Linked DNA regions of Mus musculus: region 1 is linked to region 2. Evidence: chromatin contacts called from public Micro-C data. All regions are on one chromosome and are shown on one strand. The core of a region is the stretch at or near the end of the contact, and the rest is flanking DNA. Distances in the headings are between cores, read along the strand shown. Region 1 holds the start of Hlf (hepatic leukemia factor). Region 2 holds the start of Nog (noggin).

Evidence for each region. Hi-C and Micro-C count contacts between places; a contact is called where the count stands out from the background.
Region 1: a Micro-C map of embryonic stem cells shows a contact between it and region 2, with 4 times the contacts expected there. The contact joins the promoter of Hlf here to the promoter of Nog in region 2. A contact is called at or near these places in 2 of 484 Hi-C or Micro-C datasets (both in embryonic stem cells) and 1 of 115 datasets of contacts at active chromatin or transcription factors (astrocytes).

Annotation. Positions count from the first base shown.
Region 1 is chr11:90,387,502-90,394,346 of GRCm38.p6, forward strand. Hlf (hepatic leukemia factor) reads right to left here and starts at 3,416. Exons shown (of 4, transcript NM_172563.3): 1 at 2,749-3,416; 2 at 285-620. The coding sequence starts at 2,863.
Region 2 is chr11:89,298,318-89,304,660 of GRCm38.p6, forward strand. Nog (noggin) reads right to left here and starts at 4,242. Exons shown (of 1, transcript NM_008711.2): 1 at 2,321-4,242. The coding sequence starts at 3,703. The coding sequence ends at 3,005.

The sequences.
Region 1 (6,845 bases), core at 2,166-4,665, 1.1 Mb after region 2:
GAATCAACCACTCAGAATTCCCCTGGGATTTGGTTAAAATGAAGTCTGGGTTCAAACCCCAGACCCGGAAAACATCAGCTTCTTAAGGGCAGGTCCATAGAGTATTCTAACTGGCTCTGCAGGTGAGAGCTACGCATGCTCTGAAGGAGGAAGGCTCCTCAGAACAGGAAGAGAGGGCTCCTCTCTAGAAATGTGTGTTAAGATCTCCAACTCTTGCCAACCTCGCTCGCCCCACTTCCGTCTTGTCCCCCACATCTAACACGGGTGAACCTTCCAGAATTTACCTGGTCTGATGGGGCTCTGCATACAGTTCGGAGACGGGATGCCCGGGTGGAGGGGCGCTGTGGCCCGGCTGCTGAGATCCATGACCGAGGGCGCCGTGGAGGAAGCTGGTTGCAAGCCAGGGGGGTGAGGGCTGTGGTCGTGCTGCGACGGACTCGGGGGGATGCCATTCTCTGACAGGAATTCCTCCAAGTCCATGTATTCCAGCTGGAAAGTATCTCCGTCATAGGGAAGGGTTTTGTCCCATAAGGTGGGTCCCAAGAAGGCGGACTGGGGGACGGTCGGGCTGCTGCTCTCATCGTCCAGCTTCTTTCCTTTGTCTTTTTCTTTACTAAATGCTGAAGAAGAAAAAGGGAAAGGTGAGCTTTGTTTTTTTTAAAACAGAAAAGAAAAGGGGTCAGTCTGTCACCAGCCTTCCTGCCATCGGTTACAAAATGACTTCTGGGGGCACCGAGGCCTCTGGCTGCTGCCTCTGGTAGATCTAGAGTTTCGACATCTTCCTATTTACTTTGGAAAGAAAGAGCTTTCTGGTCTGTAGGACAGGACGGGGCTACCGACTGATCTGGAATGAAAACAAGAGAATAATCCTTCCTCGGTGTGTTATTTGAAGGGCTAAGTCACCGAAATCTATACTGAGAAAATAACACCGGAGAATATATACAACTGATGGGATTTTTAAAGGGGACCACCGATAACTTGGTATGATTCTACCTTTTAGAAAGTGATGACCGCAAGAATCTGAGGTCATTCTGACTTACAAACCAGGGTATGCAAGCTTAGTCTTAGTAAGCAGTCCCCGCCCCCACCTTCCCTTAATACTACGCGTCGTTTCTGCGTTATTCCTTTCCATGTATTATCTCAATAAACGTGCAAGCCTACAATTATCCCCCATTTACAAGGAAGATAAGGGTGCTCTCTCACCATAGAAGGAGACTGTGGGGGGAGGGGTGGGCAGGCCGGGGTGACGGGGTAGAAATGAAGTACTTTCGAACTCATCCATTTGCTTAGAACCCTCAAGAGGACTAAGTCTGTTTTAGAAGGTGGATTCTTTTTCCTTTTCCCCCCAAACATTTAAATATTACCTAATTTACAAAAAGAAAGCAAACATTTATGTACCCCATCACAAGGCAGTACTATGCAAAGGTGCTGTGTTCTACTCTCTGAGGGTAAGAATGCAGCTATTTCCTGCCTGGAAATACAGCACCCCCGGATTGGTCTTTACCGAGCTGTCTGCATTTTGCCAATATTCAGGTGTGGGTGGAATCAGGGATTAGAGAATTTGATTCTGAGTTTTGTTTTGTTTTGTTTCTCATTAGAGAAATGTAGTCCCACCGCCACCCATTCGAATCTTCAAATCCTCCGCAGTCTCATTAGAGTTAGGCTTAAAAACATCGACCACAAAAGCCTAACGCATCCGCAGATTTCTCCCAAATGCTACTCCTTAAGAAGCAGTGCGGGAGGGTATTGGGGGTGGGGGGCGGTCTGCACGCGCAATCAAGCACCAGCAACTCTTGCAATGCAACAGGCGTTCTCTCCCAGGGAAATTGATGCAAACACCCCGAAGCTATTTCCAGCCAAATAATCTTTTCAAGAATTTATGCAGGAGCAGCATAATTCGCTTCTGTCACTGTGATAACACCAAAGGCAAGAAACTGCACCGGCCCAAAACACAAATCCGTTCTGGCATCAATTGCGTTCCCAGCTAGGTCTCACATGCATCTACCCCCAGCCCCCCCCCCACTCCCCACCATATCCCCCTACCCGTCTCCTTAGCTCCAAGCCACGGTTGCCTAGGGAAGGTTTGAGACTTACCAAGAAAGGGCTCAAGCCAGAGGAGGCTCCTGCACGCGGTTACACGTGAGCCTGCTCAGCTCTCCCCTCCCACCGGGAAGAGAGCACCGGGAAAGTGTCAGCGCTGGAGGCGTGCACCGCTTCCCGCCGACAGACCACTCCCCCCACCCCCACCCCGCTTTGTGAATTGCGGGTCTGCGGGAGAAAGCGCCTCTCCGCTCATGCCGCGTGAGTTCACAACACAAAACACTAACACGATCCGAATATTCAGGCTGCCGCCGAGTGAGAACCCCCATTTACTTTGACCCCCCCCTCTCTGCCAGGCTCCAACCAGCCACCTCCCGCCCTTTCTCCTCTCCAGTCCCAGAGACACTAGTCTCCCAGGGAAGCGCACACCCTGTCACTCAAAGCAGCGATCCTGACCTGTCAAGTTCACCTGTCACCTGCGCTGCAGGAGGACAGACCTAGAAAGGCAGGCGAGCCAGGTTCCCAGCGCTATTTCAAATGTTGCCCCGGAGGGATCCCCTTTGCATTGAGGAGAAAGAGGGAGTAAGCCCCCCAATTTCACTAAAGCAAGGCGAGGGGAAGAAAGATGCTGGTGCCCTCCCAGCCGACTAGGGGGGTCCCTGGGAGTGTAGTCCCTTCCCTGAGCCCAGCTGCCGAGGCAACGCTCACCGTCTTCAGGATGAAGGGGGAGCTTCAGCGGGTTCTCCAGCAGGGACCTGAGCACGCCGTAGGGAGGCGGGATAAAGGTGGGGTTCAAGGGGAGCTGTCGGGACATTTTCTCCATCGTGATGCACTCAATTGTCTTTTTAAAAAGAAGGCCAATCGCCGCCCCGAAATGTTGATGAGCTTTGTTTCCTCCGTCCTTTGCCAACCAAAAGTACTCGCTTTCAAAACAGTGCAGACAAGGAAGAAAAAAAAAAATCACTTCTGTCTTTGTAAATACATCAGCATACAAATATCAAAAAAAAACAAAAACAAAAACAAAAAAACTTTCGTGTTCTCAGTGCCGACAGTCCAGGGAAGGCGCATCTAGCGCCGCGGACTCCTCCGACCCAGTGCAGGATGCTTTCTCACCTGCCTCCAACACTCAGTCTTGCAAAATGTTCAAAATTGCAAGGAGGTGGGGGGAAAAAGGAAAGAGAGAAATTTTGAAAACGTAGACGGCTGCAGATGAGCAGAAGGCAAAGCGCGGGCCCCGGCCCCTCGCGCGAGCACCGGAGGCTGTGCCGTCCCGCCCCACCCCCCTCCCCGCCGCGGCCGCTGCTCCCCGCGCTCCGCGGCCCCGCAGCGCCGGGCTCAGCGCATCAGGCAGTCCATGTGCCGCTGCCCTGACAAGAGTGACGTCAGGGCCCGCACCGCGCGCCGATAGGCGTGCAGGGGCGGGGCCCAAATCGGGCCCGCCCATCCACCCCGCCCCCCCAGGGCTGCGTGTGTAGCATCGCCGCACGCGCTGTTTTTCCGGCCCTTGCGGCGTTGGTGGGCTGCGAAAAGCACAGGTGCCAGATTTCCTGCTTCACTCTCTGCCTTGCGCTGGGAATAACGCGCGCTAACTCTCACCCTGACTCCTTTTGCACGCGAGCCCTTCCCCCTCCGTTCCCCCCCCCCGCCCCCCAGAGCAGAACAATGAGAAATTCGTGTCAGTGGTTTGCAATGTGGAAATAAATTGGTGATTTTAAAAGAAGATGATTTTTAAAAGATGGCCAAGTGGCATTCCGGACTTAAATTAGAACCCCCAACCCCCGGGGCGATGTCCTGGCTAGCAATGTTTTTTAAAGCTCCCCAGGACAAGTTTAGGAGATTTGGATAGACTTGAAGCGAATGACTTCTGGATATTTCTCCTCCTCGCTCCTGGTGAGCTTAGTACTTTCCTTCTAGCCCCACTGCATATCCGACCTAAGATATCAACTTTCCTGAATTCCAAACAATGTGCAAAAACGTAGAATGGAGACAGGAGCTGCAGACTGAAGTGAACTGTCTCCCACGCTGTCCGAGGGAATTAACAAGACAGACATTTGCTTGCAATGGAAGGAAAGCAGGAGAGACTTAAACACAAGGAATGAAAGTTAGGAGTATTTAAAAGGCCCAGCATGGCTGTAATTAGGCTAACTTAGAAGGTCTGAATACTAATTAAAATAAATTTGTAAACTCTTTGTTAAAAGATTAGGGGAATCTTGTTTGTGGCTGCAGCACATCCCTCTGGCCTTTTGAAGGCTGTGAAAAGGCCAGTTTTTTGACCTTGCTGCTGAGGGTGTGGGGGAGAACACCTTGGCGGAGTGGATGGATTGGAATGTAGGCATTCTGCCTCCCCAGCCAGGAGAACTGAGACACACGAACCGCATCTCCACGCTTCTCTTTCCACTTTCCACCCCCACCCACCCACCAATTACACATTTCTATCCAGCACTAAGTCCCCCTGACCCGTGGAGGAGCATGTGGGATGGTTTTTGCAGTACTGATGGTTGAATGTATGGCCTTACCCATGTCTAGCTAGTTCTATATCACAGTGAGCTGTCTCCTCAGACCTGTGGGGAAGGGTCTGCAAGAAGCTTTTCAATGAGGCAGAAAGGCTTTTGTGAACATAGACTGGGTTCCTGGGGTGCAAATATTACTGGGATGCCCCTCCCCCACCCCACTACCAAAAAATGAGAGATAAGAAAGGAGAGAAGAGAAATCTAAAATTCAGGAAATTCCGGACCCTGGCCAAGGGCACTGGAAGTTCATGATAAGTAGCCCTGACTCTTTCTCTGAGCAGAAGTTTCCGGGTAAATGGACGGCTGGTCCCGTGGCCTTCATTTCCTCCTGCTAACACCTGGGCAAAGTGAATGGTAAGATGACATTCTGAGATGCTCTTGTGATGTCAGATCCCAGAAACATGAGCCCTGGGGTGGATGCGGTGTACATTCAGTGAGCACCACTGCATGCCATTGACTGGGCTGGGGCTGGTGAGATGATGGATGGATAAGACCTGGCTATACCAGGGAAAGGATGCCATAGAAGCACACAAAGTCTGGACTCCAAAACCCAGTAACAGAGAGAGCTGACGTGGGCATCTGTTACTGGAAGGAGAGTGCAGAGAAGCGCCTGAGGTGAGCTTGGAGCCAGTGGTCCCTCATAAACTTCCCAACCCTTCAGTCGGTTTGCTTCTCAGAAAAGAAGGGACTCCGCTGGAAGCTGAAGAGATTATTCAGTGGATTAAAGAGCACTTGGGTCATAAGAATGAAGATACAAGCTTGGATTCCCCTGCATCAACATGAAAAGGGAGGGAGGGAGGAAGAACAGCCTCCAGCAGCAGCAGCATGGGCCTGTAACCCCAGCACTGGGGAGGCAGAGATAGGGAGATCCTAAAAGCTCACTGGCTGCCAGCCTAGGCAATGAGTGAGCTCCAGGTTGAGTGAGAGACCCTGTCTCAGAAACAGAGAAGATGCCCATGTTAATCTACACACACACACACACACACACACACACACACACACACACAGGAGAGCTTCTGTGCTCTTGTCAGAGAGAGAGGAAGGTTTCATCTTTTAACTTTTTTTTTTTTGGAGTAATTTTCTCTTTTTTTTCCATTTTTTATTAGGTATTTAGCTCATTTACATTTCCAATGCTATACCAAAAGTCCCCCATACCCACCCACCCCCACTCCCCTACCCACCCACTCCCCCTTTTTGGCCCTGGCGTTCCCCTGTACTGGGGCATATAAAGTTTGCGTGTCCAATGGGCCTCTTTTTCCACTGATGGCCGACTAGGCCATCTTTTGATACATATGCAGCTAGAGTCAAGAGCTCCGGGGTACTGGTTAGTTCATAATGTTGTTCCACCTATAGGGTTGCAGATCCCTTTAGCTCCTTGGGTACTTTCTCTAGCTCCTCCATTGGGAGCCCTGTGATCCATCCATTAGCTGACTGTGAGCATCCACTTCTGTGTTTGCTAGGCCCCGGCATAGTCTCACAAGAGACAGCTACATCTGGGTCCTTTCAATAAAATCTTGCTAATTTCCCCACAGCCCTGTGAACCCATCCACAAGGCGATGTGCAAGCACACTGACTGGAAACAGGCAGAGGATTCCAGGCATAAGAAAGGAGGCCAGTGTGATGATCCATTAGCACAGCCCCAGGGCTCCATGTTCAGAGTTCTCTGCCTTCCCTCTCTTCCCCATGTTTCCACATAGGAAACTCATTGATTCAAGGAACCTGCTTGCCTGGAGCAATCATTGTCCTAAACCCCAAGAGAGCCTAAGGCTGTGGTTTTGTAGTAGTTCTCATTGCGGAAAATAAACTGGCTTGGTGACTGACTGCTCAGTCCCTTTATTGGTCTTGGTCATCTCTGGATATCGGCGACCTGAAGCCCCTACTCCCTTACTACACTGACTCGCTCTTCCCTCTGTCTTCTCTACTTCAAGGGTGTGACGAGTGTTCCAGAATTTTAATTATAGGAGAGAATCCCTCGTAAGCGGACTTCCTGGAACTCCACCTCTTCCAAATGTTTCAGCTCTTGTTTCTGAAATGTTCATTCCTTGACACACACATGTAGGAGCTGTGATGGAGGGGTGCTCGCCATCATCTCTGCATTGTGTTCCCTTGTGGGTTTCTGTGATGGTCTCCATCTGCCAGGAAAGGTGGCCCTTGAGTCCTGAGGCTGATTCTTAAGTGAATGCAGAGTGGCAAATCACCATGAAGGTTGACCTGCATCTACACCCTAAGTTACCAGTAGCAGTTGCCCATTTTTGAGCTCCTTCCATGACATGCTATTGTTTGGTTTGGTTTGGT
Region 2 (6,343 bases), core at 2,992-5,491:
CACATTAGTTCTAGGACCAGCGCCTCCTGCCTTCTTCTTGTGGGACCGCCTGCGTCCGGTAGGGTTCTCCGTGCGCGCGCGGAGCCTTCTTGGGCCAGCCCTCCGGGTCTGTCAGTGCGGTGGTCTGTAGCCCGTCACGTCTGCAGCGCGGGTCCTCCCAGCTCACTCTGGCTCCTGGCTCTGAAAGCCGAGAAGCTCGCCGGCTGCGAGCGGGTTTTCCAAGTGGGCAGGGGTGGGGAGGAGGGGCGCGGGCGGGCGGGCGGGCGGGCCCGCGGCGGGAGGAGGGGGCGTCGCGGAGGGAAGACCTCGCATTGTAATCCAATGACATTACCAACGTGGGGGTGGGGGCGCTGGCCTCCGCGCGCTCTCCGAGTTTTGGCTGCCCGCCCAGCTGGGAATAACTCTCTTCGCATAATTCGCGTGTTTACCAGGCATGAAAATTCTTGCTTTGGGCTCCCCCCCACCCCGACCCAAGCCCCCTCCTCGTCCCTCCTCCCCATCTCCTCCGCCCCTCGCAAGTGAAACTCTGTCTACAAAAATATTGGCCCGGGGCATAGAAAGTTTTGCATAAATTCATAAGTGATGAATGGCTGATTTTTAACGTTATTTGGGTATTTGTCAGAACTTAACAAATATACATGGGGACGGCGGTTCATAAACTTAAACATCTCAATATCCTCTTTCTTCTGGAAATAAATTACGTTTGTTTGCCCGGCTTGGAGTCTTAAGGTAGCCGACATTAGGAATATTTTAAAAGCCATCATCCATCGAGCATGTCTCCCAGGCGCCAGAAAGATTAAATGAAAGAATCATAAGATGGAGGTCTTTAACTTTTAATCCTTTTACAATGAAGCCTCAGATAGTCGCGGGGGCAGGGTGCCCTCTCTGGGGGAATAATGCCGTTATTCCTCGGCTCCCAGTTAATGAATACCCTAACGTCTGTCCCACGGCTGACGGAGGCAGCGCCGGGGAGGGGGCTCCGGCTCCCGGGCCAGGCTATTGAAATGAGGAGCCACCGAGGCTGCGTCGGGAGGGAAGAAAGCGCCGGGCTGGAGGGACAGGGAGGGCGGGGCCCGGGGCATTGAGACTGAGCTGGGGACTCGGCGCAGGTTTGAAATAATTAGCATAGATTCGCTGCGACTCCGGGGGGGGGGGCAGCTCGGGGGGGGGGGGAGGAGAGGCAGAGGACAGGAGGCTTGGAGGGAGGCGCGACGAGGTGGCAAGGGGGTGGGGAAGGGAGCAAAGGAGAGCGACTGTGGAGTCCAAGATAAATAAAAGGAGCGGGGAGCGGTGTCAGGAAGCCGGCCCACGTGGAGCTGAGTGGATGACGGCCACTGGGGATTGAGGTGAAGAGATGCACGGGAGAGTCTAGAGCCGGTTCCAAGAAAATGAATTTTTAAGGGTGGGGTACAGTGATATTCACCCGAACCTTTAAGGGGTAACTTTGCATCTGTCCTAAAGAGCAAAAATCCCATTTTGATTTCCCCTCCCTTCTCAACCCCAAGTGGAGTAAATGTCCAGGGAAGGGGGGTGTCATGTCCCTCTCCTCAGTGCAGGTCCCAGAGTTGGTGATTTGTACCCAGATTCACACACCTCTGAAATTTGGGACCTCAGTCTTCCTTAGGTCCTGGAAGAGGCCCATGTGAGTGTCAAATATCCAAATTATCTCTCCCTAGTCAGTTGTGGGTCTGGGACGTGGGGGCTCCAGACCTGCAGGATCCCTGAGGTTGTATGTAGTTGAATTCAAGGGGTCACTTTAGCCGTAACCACCATAGTTTCTGGGCGTGCAAAGGGTTAACAAGGGCTGGATATTGTGGTGGGGGTGCAAGGAGGGAGGGGTGGCTGGATCTGGGTGGGCGCGCTCTGACACCCCCCCCCATTCCTCGGGGGTCAAGTTTCAGCGGCACTCCGCCCCCAGGGAAGGTGTGAAAGACACGTGTCCCCATTGTGAAGGGCCTGTCAGCCTGGACAAAGCAGCCGCCCCCTCCCTCCCGCCCTCATCGGCCCAGCCCGGGGTCAGCTCCAGGGGGCCGGCTGGGTGTCGAGGTCACTATAGGCCTGAGCTTTCGTGTCACCGGGGAGGGTACCCTTGGAGACTCTGCAGAAAGCCACATGATACTTAAAAGATGGGGTTTGAGAATAACACCCCCCCCCCCCCGCCCCGGCACACACACTGAAAATTTTACAGTCACCTTCATCACCCCACAAGGGGGGGGGGAGTACGAACGGATGAGCATGTCTCCCAATAGGCGTAGTAAGCTCGGCGACACCCACCCCCCCATCAATCACCAACACAAGTGAATCACAGTGTAGAGCCCAGTCGGTTTTAGTGGTTTTCTTTAATCCTGTTCTGCACTTCTTCCTTATTTACTACACGGGATATTATAAAGAATAAATAGCAGATACTCTTAATTTACAATGATTAGTCATTCCATTTGTTCTCTATATTTACAATAACTGTAAAATAACATTGAACTCTATAACTTCTTCGAGGTCTAAGGAAAATCAAAACACTTTCCGAAGAATGGAAAATAGCTTTTTTTTAAAAAAAAAGTCCTTCTACAAAAGTTCCCCCTCTCTTTGTACTTTTAAGAAAAAATAACTTTTCCCCCCTGCTTCGCCATGCGAAGGGTACTGGGATATAAATAGCAGGTTAACATTATTACCAACAACCAGAATAAGTCTCTCTTTTCTCTGCTCTTTTTTCCTTTTGCTTGCCTTTTTAAAATACAGTAGAAGCCGGGTAACTTTTGACGTATAATACTGACCTTTTAATAAGTAAATTAAAACTGGGACCGTATATACACACACATATACATTCCTACACAGTTAAACAGTGCATTACAGGAACCAGAAAGCCAGGTCTCTGTAGCCAAGAAGAAAAAAAGTTCATTGAAAACCCTCGCTAGAGGGTGGTGAAACTGGTTGGAGGTGGTGGGGGTAGGGGGGGCGTTGGTGGGGATCCATCAAGTGTCTGGGCGCGGGCAGGGGGCCCCCCCGAGTTCTAGCAGGAACACTTACACTCGGAAATGATGGGGTACTGGATGGGAATCCAGCCGCAGCGCTGACCCCCGCGCCGCTGACAGCGCCACCGCAGCACCGTGAGGTGCACAGACTTGGATGGCTTACACACCATGCCCTCGGGCACAGAGCAGGAGCGCTTGCTGAAGCAGCTGCCCACCTTCACGTAGCGTGGCCAAAAGCGGCTGCCTAGGTCATTCCACGCGTACAGCACCGGGCAGAAGGTCTGTGACCACAGCCACATCTGTAACTTCCTCCTCAGCTTCTTGCTCAGGCGCTGTTTCTTGCCTTGGGCCAAGCCCTCGGAGAACTCCAGCCCTTTGATCTCGCTCGGCATGGCCCCCGACGGCCGCTGCCGCAGCAGCTGGTCCAGCTCCGCCAGGTCCTCGGCACCTCCAGCCGGTCCCCCGCCCCCTCCGGGTCGGTCCTCAGGGGGCGAAGTAGCCATAAAGCCCGGGTCGTAGTGGCCCCCGAGCAGCGAGCGCAGCAGCGTCTCGTTCAGATCCTTCTCCTTAGGGTCAAAGATAGGGTCTGGATGTTCGATGAGGTCCACCAGGGGCAGGTTGTCGCTGGGTGCTGGGCGGATGTGTAGATAGTGCTGGCCGCCGGCTGGTGCTGCCCGCAGCCCCAGGACCACCACCAGGGCGTAGAGGGTGACCCCCAGGCTGGGGCAGCGCTCCATGCCTCCCGCGCGCGCCCCGGGGCTGCCTCTTCGTCCCGCGTCCCCGGAGGAGAGCACGCCGAGTCCGCGGCGCTGCCGTGCTCCCCGGTCCCTCCGGAGGTGGCTCACCCGAGGCTGAGCAGGCGCAGGGCAGGCAGCATGAGCCGCGAGGAGAGCCGTTCGCGCAGCGCCGGCTCCCGCCGCGGCGCAGAAGACGCGCACGAGTTGGTCGCAATTCCCCCCCGCCGCTCTACTTGGGAAGGCGGCCGCGGTCGGGCATCCGAGATTACTCCAGCGCGACCGTGGGGCGCTGGGGGCGCCGGCTCCTCGCTGTTCTCCCGGGCTGCCGGCGGCGCAGGGCGCGTGGACGAGCCTTTTCCCTCCTCCTCCTCCGGTCGCTCGGCGTCTTGTTTCTCTGTGCGGAGCCTCCGGTAGAGCGGGTCCTGGGCCACTTCTCTCTGCCTGCTCCGGGCAGCGCAGCCGGCTCTGCCCGGCGGACTCCAGCGGCGGTGGCGGCGGTGGCGGCGGCGGCGTCCGCGCACGTTGGCACCGGTTTGTCTGTCTCGCAGGGTCCAAGCCTTTAAATTTCCTGCACTTTCAGCTCCATCACCATGGAAACCACTGACTCTCTCTCCGCGTTGCCCCCTCCCCCTTCTTCCCCCCAAACAACAACCCCACCCCCAACTCCTCCACCCGCGAGGAGCCGGAGACGCACGGGCTCGGGGGGAAAGCGACTGCACTGGTCGCCGCGGCGGCGGCGGCGGCGGCGGCTCCGGCAGCGCCCAGGACTGTGCCCCGCCGGACCCAGATGCCCCGGGAAGCCGACAGTCAGGCTGCCCGCCGGAGCTCACAGGCGGCGGCGGCGCGGCAGCGGCGGTGGCGGCGGCGGCGGTGGCGCTTGGCAGGTCTCCGCGCAATTTTCTCTCCCCCCCCCAACCCCCGCCCCGGTTCTCCTCCTCCTACAAAATGCACCGCCCCCCTCCTTTCTCCTGGAGCAATGCAATGGGGCTCTAGGCGCCCCGCCAGGGCCAGTCCCGGGGAAAGCTCGTGGCGGCGCTGGAGCCAGGCTGGAGGGTGCAGGGCTGGAGTTGAGGGGTGTGGGGTTGTCGAGGTGGGGCTGGGGGACTCTCACTAGCTGAGTGATTTGTACCGGGAGGGGAGCAGCAGGGAGATGCCGGGGGCCCGGTTTCCAGTGCAGTTCCTAGCAAGAAATTTCTCCATGTGCATGGAGCATTTTCCCGGGTGCGTGTCTTTTTTACACTCTCTCTCTCTCTCTCTCTCTCTCTCTCTCTCTCTCTCTCTCTCTCTCTCTCTCTCTCTCTCTCGGGCTTGGGGTAAGTCCCCTCCCCCCAACACACACACACACACACACACACACACACACACACACACACACACACACACACACACACACCAAGAGCCGCAGCGTTGCGCAGCGTGATGTAATTTCTAGGTAGCACCCCTTCTCTGCCCCTCAGATCCACGAAGCGGGGAGTCGGGGGTCTTCTCACCCTCCTCCTTCGCCTAGTCCTACCGGGTGAGTGGCGGGGAGATAGAGGTACATCCTCCTAGCCTGTGGCTCTCCTAATCTTCGCTGCTTGGTACAACTAGCTCTCACCTCCCTGGGGGCGGCGCGCCCTCTGCTGGCCCTTTGTGATCCCTGCATTTAGTTCTGGCTGGTGTGTGTGTGTGTGTGTGTGTGTGCGCATCTGTGCCATATTTACACACTGACAGGCACTTTATGCTTTTGAATGCTTTCTCATAGATCTCCAGACTTAGTGTAAACAAAGATCCTGAGATTTTCCTCCAAGGTACTTCGATTTCACAAGTACACAGGTTTGCATCATCTGGCTGGGGCAAACAGCCTCAGTGGGCAGAGAGTGGTGACTAGAAAAGGAAATGTATACTAGAAATAAGGTACCCTAGTTCTGGATGCTGTCCACTCTGGCACATCTATGTAGACCTTGGGTAAGTCGCTTGGGTGGCACTCTAAACTTTAGTTTTTGGATTAGTGACCTAAGTTCCCCCCCCCCCCCAACCATCTTATAGTTCTAACAACTGAGTTAGGTCACTAATCCAAATTCAGCCCAGCAAAGGGACACTGCTTATTGAAAAGAAGGAATAAACCCTTTGATGAGAAATGGGAACTGTTTTCCTTTGGAGGAAGAGCTGGGTCAAGACCGAGCTCAGAGTCCTTTATGATGGTGACGTGATCCCATCTGGATAGGGGTGGAGGAGAGATATCTGGAGTGAATGTCCTGGAATTCACCAGGAGTGGGAGTTAGGCATTCCCAGTGTCACAGCCTCAAACACACTAGAAGGTCTAGTGTGTTTGGTCAAACAAAACTAGAAGGTCAAACAAAACTAGAAGGTCTAGTTTTCCTTCTAGTCCCCTAAGGGGGGAAAGCACTGCATTGTATGACTTTTCTGCAAGACCTCAGCCATAGAGAGAGATGCCCAGTTTCAGGTGTGAACACTTCCCACAGCTGTAATGACTAGACAAGTAGAATTAGACTCTCTGGGTTCTGTCTATAACAAGGTCTTGCTTTGGTCACCACTGGAGAAAAAAGTGACCTACTGGGATCAGTGTGGTCCCTGCATATGGGAGGCTGGGGAGAGGGGATTATGAGTTCAAGGCCAGCCTGAGTTGCACAGTGAGTT